Regions from separate parts of the Capra hircus genome. Here region 1 is linked to region 2. Evidence: chromatin contacts called from public Hi-C data. All regions are on one chromosome and are shown on one strand. The core of a region is the stretch at or near the end of the contact, and the rest is flanking DNA. Distances in the headings are between cores, read along the strand shown.

Evidence for each region. A called contact is a pair of places that touch in the nucleus more often than the background predicts.
Region 1: a contact with region 2 is called in a Hi-C map of blood, with 7 times the contacts expected there. The contact joins two enhancer-like sites. A contact is called at or near these places in 2 of 5 Hi-C or Micro-C datasets (blood and liver).

The regions. Positions count from the first base shown.
Region 1 is chr12:54,545,855-54,550,535 of ARS1.2, forward strand. No RefSeq gene overlaps it. Among named protein-coding and RNA genes, the nearest start is that of TRNAC-GCA, 17 kb to the right of the region's middle. Within about 2 kb of position 1,332, at least 2 of the 5 cell types and tissues checked have an H3K27ac peak or open chromatin away from gene starts, as enhancers often do.
Region 2 is chr12:53,968,225-53,973,108 of ARS1.2, forward strand. No RefSeq gene overlaps it. Among named protein-coding and RNA genes, the nearest start is that of USP12, 94 kb to the right of the region's middle. Within about 2 kb of position 2,182, at least 1 of the 5 cell types and tissues checked has an H3K27ac peak or open chromatin away from gene starts, as enhancers often do.

The DNA of each region.
Region 1 (4,681 bases), core at 82-2,581, 580 kb after region 2:
CCCACACCCACCTGCAGGACGTGCTGCTGCTCCTCTGGCTCCATTCAATGGTTTCCACTTCACTCTAGGATTTCATCTATTTGCATAGCTCAGCCTTCAAGAGTTTCTCTGCCTTTTGTCTGTCCTCCTCACTCCTGATGACTCAGCCACACAGCCTCTCCCGCAATTTATGACACCTCCTGTCTCAGTCTTTGTCCAGCATTTTCCACCTGGGCTATTCTTATTTATCCCTCAGGCTGAGCTTGCATGCTCTGGCAGTGAGGTCTCAACCTAAATTACTCTCATGTGTCACCTTCCCTATAGGGACACACAACCGTTTGTGTTTTTATTGGTTTTCAGCTCCAGCTCCTTCCTTGGGTGGTAAGTTTCAGGAGAGTAAAGAAAGCATCTGTCTTGTTCACTGACATAAACCCCCAGCGCCAAGCCCAGGGCTCAGCTGGGATAGGAGAATGACTCAGGTGAATACACGAGTGGGTTCTAGGAGGTTGATATTGTTACCACTGAGAGGTTTAGTGATTTCCTGCTGCTGCACATCTGGGTTGGTGGTGCTCGTGGTAAAGAACCCGCCTACAAGAGATGCAGGTTCCATCCCTGGAGAAGAGATACAGGTTCCATCGCTGGGGAAGATCCCCTGGAGGAGGGCATGGCAACCCACTCCAGGATTCTTGCCTGGAGAATCCCATGGACAGAGGAATCATAAAAAGTCAGACACTACCGAAGTGACTTAGCACATACGCACACACATCTAGCAGGAAGACGTGCGGTCTAGGTGACGGCATCCCCTGGAAAATTGAAGGGCGGTGGGAAGGGAGGGGGAGCAGGCAGGTGAGAAGATTCTAGAGGGGTCGTTCTCAGATTCAGATCCCTCCTCGAGCGGGGCCGTGTAAGAATACGCGAGAAGCACATTCAATGCTTACACTTAACTGCAGGAAGTATTTTTGTTTTCATCATCCGGAGTGAGCAAGGGTCTCCCCTACAAGCATCCCTCTTGTCTGGAGAAGAAGAGCAGACAATACAAGACTTCTCCTCTGAGAGCAGATTTGTGGGTTTGAAGGAAGCTCGCGGGTTTAATAGGCGACTGAGACAGTGCTTGAGGCCTCTCAGTTCCCTGGGAACCGCGAGCGCCAGGCTGCGGGGCGCAGGAACGTTGAGTTGTGGGGACCCAGCTGGTGGAAAAGGCTGCCCCGGGCCCGGCCAGGCGGGCGCTCCCGGGGAGCGCACGGCAGAGGGCGCCCGAGAGCCGAGCCTGGCGCGCTCGGCAGGTGCGCCTGCGCTACCAGGTGACCCGACCAGCGCGCGCCGCGAGAGCGCCGGGACCCGCTCCTTCTCCCCCGCCTCCTCCCCCCCGCCCGGATCTCCCCGTGCTTCCGTGTGAGAACGTGCTCAGAGACCCTCCGGCGATCCGAAAAACATCTGCTGGCCATTGATACTGTTATTCCGGTGTGTAAGCGACAGGTGATCTTAAGAAAGCCGCCAAGGGCCTTTGGGATCAGGACAGGCCTGCGGGATGTGTTTGGGGAGCTGGTTTTTGTTTGTGGAGTGTGTTGTTTCCATGGGTAGTGGGTTTTGCTTGTTTTGTTTTAATGTATAGGTTAAAATTTGTCATTCTGGAAAAGTGCTTTTTTCCCAGAGTGACTAGACCCATCTCTGGCGATTTCCCTTCTCAAACGACTGATGGGAAAAGAACAATCGAAACAGGTCAAAATAAGAGAGAAACTGCCCAAGGGACTGTTTATCAGTCCCTTTGACCGATAAACTTTGACTCCCCCCTTGCCCCTACTCCCTTACTGGAAATGAGATTCATTAAGTCCAAAAGGAATGTCAGAGCTGGAAGCCAGTGTTGAAATTAAACCACCTTCTCATTGTTAGGTAGATGGAACAGGAGGCCCAGAGGGGATAAAGGACTTGTCCAAGGTCACAGCGCCCTTGAGCATGGTGGGACTGAAGTTTTCATGGTGTGTGTGAAGCTTTCATTCTACATTTTATATCACTCAGAAAAGGAAGGGAAAGTGAAATGATTTTAACATCCTAGAATCCTGTCTCTTCAAGATGGTAGATGTTGGTATTTTTGCTATATAATTTTCCATAATTTTAAAGTTATATCAATCAGTTCAGCTCAGTCGTGTCTGACTTTTTGCAACCCCATAGTCGGCAGCATGCCAGCCTTCCCTGTCCATCACCAACTCACGGAGCTTACTCAAACTCATGTCCATCAAGTCAGTGATGCCATCCAACCATCTCATCCTCTATCATCCCCTTCTCCTGCCTTCAATCTTTCCTAGCATCAGGGTCTTTCCCAATGAGTCAGGTCTTCACATCAGGTGGCCAAAGTATTGGAGCTTCAGCTTCAGCATCAGCCCTTCCAATGAATATTCAGGACTGATTTCCTTTAGGATGGACTGGTTTGATCTCCTTGCAGTCCAAGGGACTCTCAAGAATCTTCTCCAGCACAATTTGAAAGTATCAATTCTTCAGCGCTCAGCTTTCTTTATGGTCCAACTTTCACATCCATACATGACTACTGGAAAAACCATAGCTTAGACTAGACAGACCTTTGTTGGCAAAGTAATGTCTCTGCTGTTTAAAGCTAGGTTGGTCATAGCTTTTCTTCCAAGGAGCAAGTGTCCTTTAATTTCATGACTGCACTCACCATCTGCAGTGATTTTGGAGCCCAGAAAAATAAAGTCTTTGTTTCCATTGTTTCCCCATCTATTTGCCATGAAGTGATGGGACCAGATGCCATGATCATAGTTTTTTTAATGTTGAGTTTTAAGCCAGCTTTTTCACTCTCCTCTTTCACTTTCATCAAGAGGCTCTTTAGTTCTTCTTCACTTTCTGCCATAAGGGTGGTGTCATCTGCATATCTGAGATTATTGATATTTGTCTCGGCAATCTTGATTCCAGCTTGTGCTTCATCCCGTCTGGCATATCACATGATGTACTCTGCATAAAAGTTAAATAAGCAGGGTGACAATATACAGCCTTGATGTATTCCTTTCCCAATTTGGAACCAGTCTATTGTTCCATGTCCAGTTCTAACTGCTGCTTCTTGACCTGCATACAGATTTCTCAGGAGGCAGGTAAGATGGTCTGGTATTCCCATCTCTTTAAGAGTTTTCCAGTTTATTGTGATTCACACAGTCAACAGCTTTGGCGTGGTCAATAAAACAGAAGTAGATGTTTTCTGAAGCTCTCTCGCTTTTTCTATGATCCAACGGATGTCAATAGTTTTATCAAAACTTATATCAAAAAAAAAACTTATATCAGCTTCCCAAAACCACGTCAGCCCGTTCATGTTGCTTTGTAACCGTGTTGTGTGTGTGTGTCAGTGTGTCTACAACACTTCCCCATGTCAGTTAGGGAACAGCTACATCATAATTTCTAACAGATGCCTGACCATTCCACTGAATGGATATATCTTCATTACTTTAATCAAACCCTTACTGCAAGACATAAGATTTTTCAAATGTCAAACTCACAAATGACACTGTACCAAACATTTCTATTCATATACATTTTTTTTTTGAGCATTGGCATTCACTCACTGATCAATGTGACTTTTGGGGGGAGCACAGTACACAAGCCACAATATTACACAAGTCACAATATTACACAAGCCACAATATTTCCAAGCCCCAATGTCCCCCACAGTTAAGCGGAAGCAACCAATACTGATCTCCTAGAGGTGTTGGCAGAATTAAATGAGATCACAGTGCATACAATGTGCATACAGCAAGTCCTGTGAGTGTTGGTCCATGAAGAAGGCTGAGAGCCAAAGAACTGATGCGTTCATATTGTGCTGGAGAAGACTCTTAAGAGCCCCTTGGACTACAAGGAGATCCCACCAGTCCACCCGGAAGGAAATCAGTCTTGGATATTCATTGGATGGACTGATGCTGAAGCTGAAGCTCCAGTACTTTGGCCACCTGATGCGAACAAAGAGCCAACTCATTGGAAAAGACCTCGATGCTGGGAAAGATTGAAAGCAGAAGAAGAAGGGGACAGATGATGAGATGGTTGGATGGCATCACTGACTCAGTGAACATGATTTAAGCAAACTCCAGGAGATAGTGAAGGTCAGGAAAGCCTCGTGTACTATAATCCATGGGGTCACAAAGAGTCAGATACGACTTAGCGACTGAACAACAAGGCAAGTCCTAAATAAATATTGACTGTTATAGTATGCATGCTTCAATATGATTATTGTTACCACAACCCCTGAGGGCAGGCTGCCTCCTCAGAGTAACCCCCATGGTTTTCCTTTACTCTTTGAACAAGAGCTCCTGGACTTCTGTGAAGATGTTTTAGGTTTGAAACTTTAATTGCTAAAAGATATTTCCATTTTTTTCTAATTAAATTGAGTCATCAACTATGTCCTGGTTCCACAATTTAATGCCAGTCAAAAAAGAGAAAAGCACCACCTGGTTCTACATATTTCATTGAAGGTTCTTGAGTAATCCCAATGGCCCTAGTCCTTTGTGATTCATAAAGCTGTTCTCCACTCCTTTCCCCTTTGGAAAAGCTGACAGCATAGCCTGTAGGTCCCAGTGCCTTAAAACTAATCTCTGCTTCTATTTTCCTTCATATTTAGGAGCCTCCACTAACTCACTGTTCTGATAGGGGAGAGGGGGGACACAGCAGAAGCTGTTTTCTCCAAACCTTTGGTGTTAATCTGAGAGGA
Region 2 (4,884 bases), core at 932-3,431:
TTCTCTTATTCTTAAAAAAAAAACAACTCCAGCAAACTCGGTCTTATTTTTCTTAAACTGTACCACCCCCTCCCCAAATCCTCATCCTAAGTCCTCAGAGTAGAGAACACCCCCAAATGTGCACCTCCCCTTGATCCTGGGCACGTGAAGCTCCTGGGAGCTCCCCCACCCACAGCCCACCTCTTCTTGTCCCTCCTTAACTTGACTGACAGATGCCCAGCGCCCACAGAGAGCAACAGGCAGCTGGAGGCAGGGCCAAGGGACCCTGTTGGTAAATGGACTCTGTGTGGGTGCGAGCCTGGGAAGATCGCAGGCCCTGAGAGCCACAGCACCTGGTCAGGTTCACTGCCCACCTTCTGGGGGCCTCTGGACACACTGCACCCCTCCTACCCCGACCCCGGCCAGCGAGAGCCAGAGACGATGGAATATGAAGGAGCCAGTGGGGAACGGCACTGGTGGAGACAGAAGCCAGTGCCCTGAGGGGACCCCATGTGGTTTCCGGTAGTGGCCCTCTCCACAGTCACAGCCTGGGACACAGTGGCCGAGGCCCCCAAAGTGGACTCTGAGGCCCAGCTCCCTCAGGAGTCCACCTCCCGGCTCTCACCCTCACGTGATGCTCTGCAGGCTGGCCGCCTCCTCTCCAAGCTACTTCCAACAAACAGGATTGTCTCTGCCACCAGCAGAGCCCAGCCCTGTACCTCAGGGTTTCAGAGGATACTAGAGAAACACTAGCTAAACGCTAAACGCGTGCATGCTGAGTCATGTCCAACACTTGGAAGCCCCATGGACTGCCAAGCTCCTCTGTCCAGGGGATTCTCCAGGCAGGAATACTGGAGTGGGTAGCCATTTCCTCCTCCAGAGGATCTTCCTGACCCAGGGATCAAACTTGCGTCTCCTGCCTTGGCAGGCGGATTCTTAACCACTGGACCACGAGGGAAGTCCTCTCCAGGTGATTCTTACGAGCACTGAGGTCTGTGAGCCTGGCCCTGGCTGTGACATTTCCTTTCTAATGGCTTGCAGCATCTGCTGTCCGGATGTCTGTGGCCCATGGCACGGAACTGTGCACCTGTGTGGGCAGGGGAGGGGTCAGGGCATCTCTGGAAGGGGATGCTGACGGGCTTCCTCTGAAACACTGTCCAGCACCTGGTGACTCAGAAGGAGCCCACAGCGGATGAAGGAACAGTGGAGGGCCCAGGAAAAATGCTCACTGGACATGTATGACAGCCAGGGACAGTCCGCCTTGGTGACCCCGCTGTAATCGGCCATGTTCTGGGCTGGGAAGGCCGCTCCAGCCTCGTTTGCCAGCGAAGATGAGAAACCATCTTGCAGCCGCAGAACCTGGTATGAAATCCCTGGTGTACCTTTGAATTTTCTAGCAATAAAGATTAAACAATAAGATGTCAGCTGGGTATGGGTTCTGAGGGCCATGGGGACTGCGTGGAACTCAGGGAGTTTTGCTCCCAGGCCGTGAGCTATCTGACTGGTGGGATCCATGGGGAAAGCGCTGAGAAGACCCATCCAGGCCACTCGGGCCCTGCGCCTGCTTGTTCCCCGGCTCCCCACTGGACAGAAGCTTCAGCCCTGACCCAGGGCCTGGCAGCAACCTGTATGGGGAACTGGCCAACGTCAGGACGGCAGCTGGGCTGGAAGGAGATGCGGCTGATCGTGACTGAGAACTCAACAGGACACGGGCCCTTCTGCGAAGGCTACCCCCTTGACCGCCAATCTGGCCCCACGGAGACAAAACTGCTCTCTGAACCAATGAGTCAGAGGGTCCCTTCCCAGCTCTGAAACCCTGAGGAGCTCCGGGCCCAGCCTGGCCAGCCCCGAGCTGGAGTCAGAGGTGGGGCGGGGGTGGCCTGGACTCTGCCCAGGGTGGGGAACAGCTTCCGAGAGTGTACCCAGGACGACATGAGCCAAGACCCACTGCCAGACTTCCCGGGTTTGCAGCTTTCCAGACTGCAGGCACGTCCCAGTGAGGAGGGCAGCTTTCTAGAATGTTCTGGCTCAGCCCTCTTTTCTCCTCTTACTCCACTCTTATCCCCTTTCCATTCCTCTCCCTCTCCAGGCCCTACTCAGCCCTTTTATCTTCTCCCCAGACACCATTATCAGCGATATTTTCTAGCTGAGCAGTCAGAAGGGGTGACCAGGTGGGCCGCGAGGGCAGCCGCCCCTCAAGGGTCAGCGCCCCCCTCCACCTCCAGCCCGGCCCCCCTCGCCCGTGCCAGCCCCCAGGGTCCAGCTGTTCCCAGGGTCCCTGGGCAGATGCTAACTGAGGACAGCGGAGCCCGTTCCGGGAAGGACTCCACGCCACCGCACGGGCCAGTTAACAAGGGTCCACAGCACATGCTACACTGCTCACGCATCATCAGCTGATGACGCTGCTTTCAGAGATTCTATCCTCCCCACCCAACTCACGATTTAAATTGTATTCAAGGAAAAGGAGCTGTGTGTTCAGAAGCCCAGAGATAGCAATAAAACCAAGCGAGACAAAAGCCTGGCGGCAAGCAGGTTTACCCTGATGTGTTTTTCACCTCACAAACTGCTAAATAAACAGCACATGGAGCCCCACGAGTGTTTTACGGCACCTTCTGCGTGTTATTTCCTGAAGATGCGTCCCTACACACCTCAGCCTCTGTAATTTAGCTAAAGCCGCAGAGGTAAAAGCAGCTGGGCCACTTGTCCCCACATCCACCAGCGAGTCTTGTGGCTGTGTTAGCCATGCTTCTGGGAATCACAGCCCTTCCTGGCTGGCCAGGGGACGCTACGGCCAGCCGGCTGCCCCACTGCAGGCAGCTCCTGTCCCCGGGCTGGTGGCATGCCACTCGGCCTTGTTCCAGCAGCCTAGAGTGAATTGTTTCCATTTTATATCTGTCGGCTTTCACAAAACCTACTTATCCCACTCTTCAATCTAACATTGGCAACTCACGTTAGTCTCCGCGGGCCCCAGCCAGTCAGAAGGAGTTAAGTGATTCTGATCAGGTCTGACGCATCACCCGGCAATGTCAAGCTATGCCCTGGACTCCAGATGGTTCCCTCCACCAACTTGAACAAAATGGCAGAACTCAAGTGTCTAAATACTCAGATCTTCTACAAAGCCTGAAGGATTGCTGTGGAGTTGGGTTTAATGGGTCTCCAAAGCAGCACAACTGCCATCAGGAAATGGTCTAAGGCTGAAGGCATACAGGACATGAGCGTGTGTGTGCTCAGTCGGGTCCGACTCTGGGCGACCCCATGGACTGTAGCCCACCAGGCTCCTCTGTCCATGGGATTCTCCAGGCAAGGAGTGGGTTGCCATTTCCTTTTCCAGAGGATCAAACTCGCATCTCCAGCATCTCCTGCATTGGCAGGCAAGTTCTTTACCACTGAGCCACCAGGGAAGCCTGTAAAGGACGTGAGTAGGTGGGCACACAGGCTTGCTGGCTGGAGGTGGTCTGTGATGACTGTGCTCAGACTCTGTGCCTGGTGCCAGGTGGAGAGATGGCAGCAGGGGGTTTAGATGAGTCCTTCTGGGGGCAAGCTGGCCAAAGAGAAAAGGATGCTGACAGTCTGCAGAGTTCTCATCAGTCTTATTATCGGCATCAAAAATGCCAGGTTCTCAGACTTCCCTGGTGGCCCCATCGTTAAGACTCCATGCTGCCAATGCAGGGGGCGTGGGTTCAATCCCTGGTTGGGGAATTAGATCTCACATGTCACACAGTGCAGCCAAAAAAATTTTTTTAATTTAATTAAAAAGTGCATGGTTTCCGAAGATCTTGTCAGTAGCCTACATTCAAAGTCTTACTTGAAATGAGGCTCTCCCCTTCATGGACCAGAGGTTAAAAGGGGGCTCCCCATCTTAGTGACTCCTTAAATGGCAAACCTCCTTCTCAGGGTTAAAGTTATAGGGACTGAAATAGAACAGAGGGACTCCACAGGGAAACAGGCATTCTTCACCGCTGTTCTGTACACAACTGTATTGACAGTTTTCTTATGTTGCAATATTAAGCCTAAAGTCTACCTACAGAGTTCCCTTCCAGTCAAGGTCAGTGGTTTTCAAACTCACGTGTTTATAAGTATCCTGCACAACTGTTGAATTAAAACCATTTCAGGATGCTTTATGGGAGGCTGAAGGGAATTTCAAAGGTAATTTGGGTTGGACACGATTTTTGCCTTTCGTGCTGATATCAGAACCTAACCCGTGTGCAATCCTCCCCCTCAACCACATAACCAGGAAATCAATGAATGTTAACACCCTGCTCACTCAGTTCTCCTGAGTGAGTCCTTCCTGCTCACTCAGAGCCAGGTCGGGGGACGCACTTCCCCCTACAAACCCAGACTGTCTTGTGTCTTCTTCTACTTCTCTGTCATCAAATACAGAGATGAAAAAAGCAAAGACTGGAGGAGTACAGTAATAGGATTAATAGAATTCTCTCTAAGGATTCCCCTTAGATTTGGGGGAATTTTTTTCCTTTTTGTATCTTGCATAAATATTTCCAGGTCAAAAAATGATGCTCAGCCTACAGTAAAAGGGAAAGAGAAAGGAAACCCGACACGTGAAGCGCGGCCCAGGCGCCGCTCAGTCTGAGGCTCCCTGTGTTTATCTCAGATGTCCGCTGGCAGTTGGAAGCATTACAGCTCACTGATAACCAACAGTGAGTAAGCATCACGGCCGCTGAGAATGTCACCCTGAAGCACCAATAAAACGCCCACAACTTCTGCACTGGCATCACTCCATGGCCAGCGTGCTCCCAAAGGCAAGCTTACACGTCTTCAGGTTACAAATGACCATTTCATCTGTTTTCCGCTACCTCACCTGGACTCTTGGCGCTCGGGCTGGTCCCACTCGAGGGCCTTCCACACCAGCTGCAAGGCCTTTCTAATCTTGCAAGGCAGAGCTCGGTG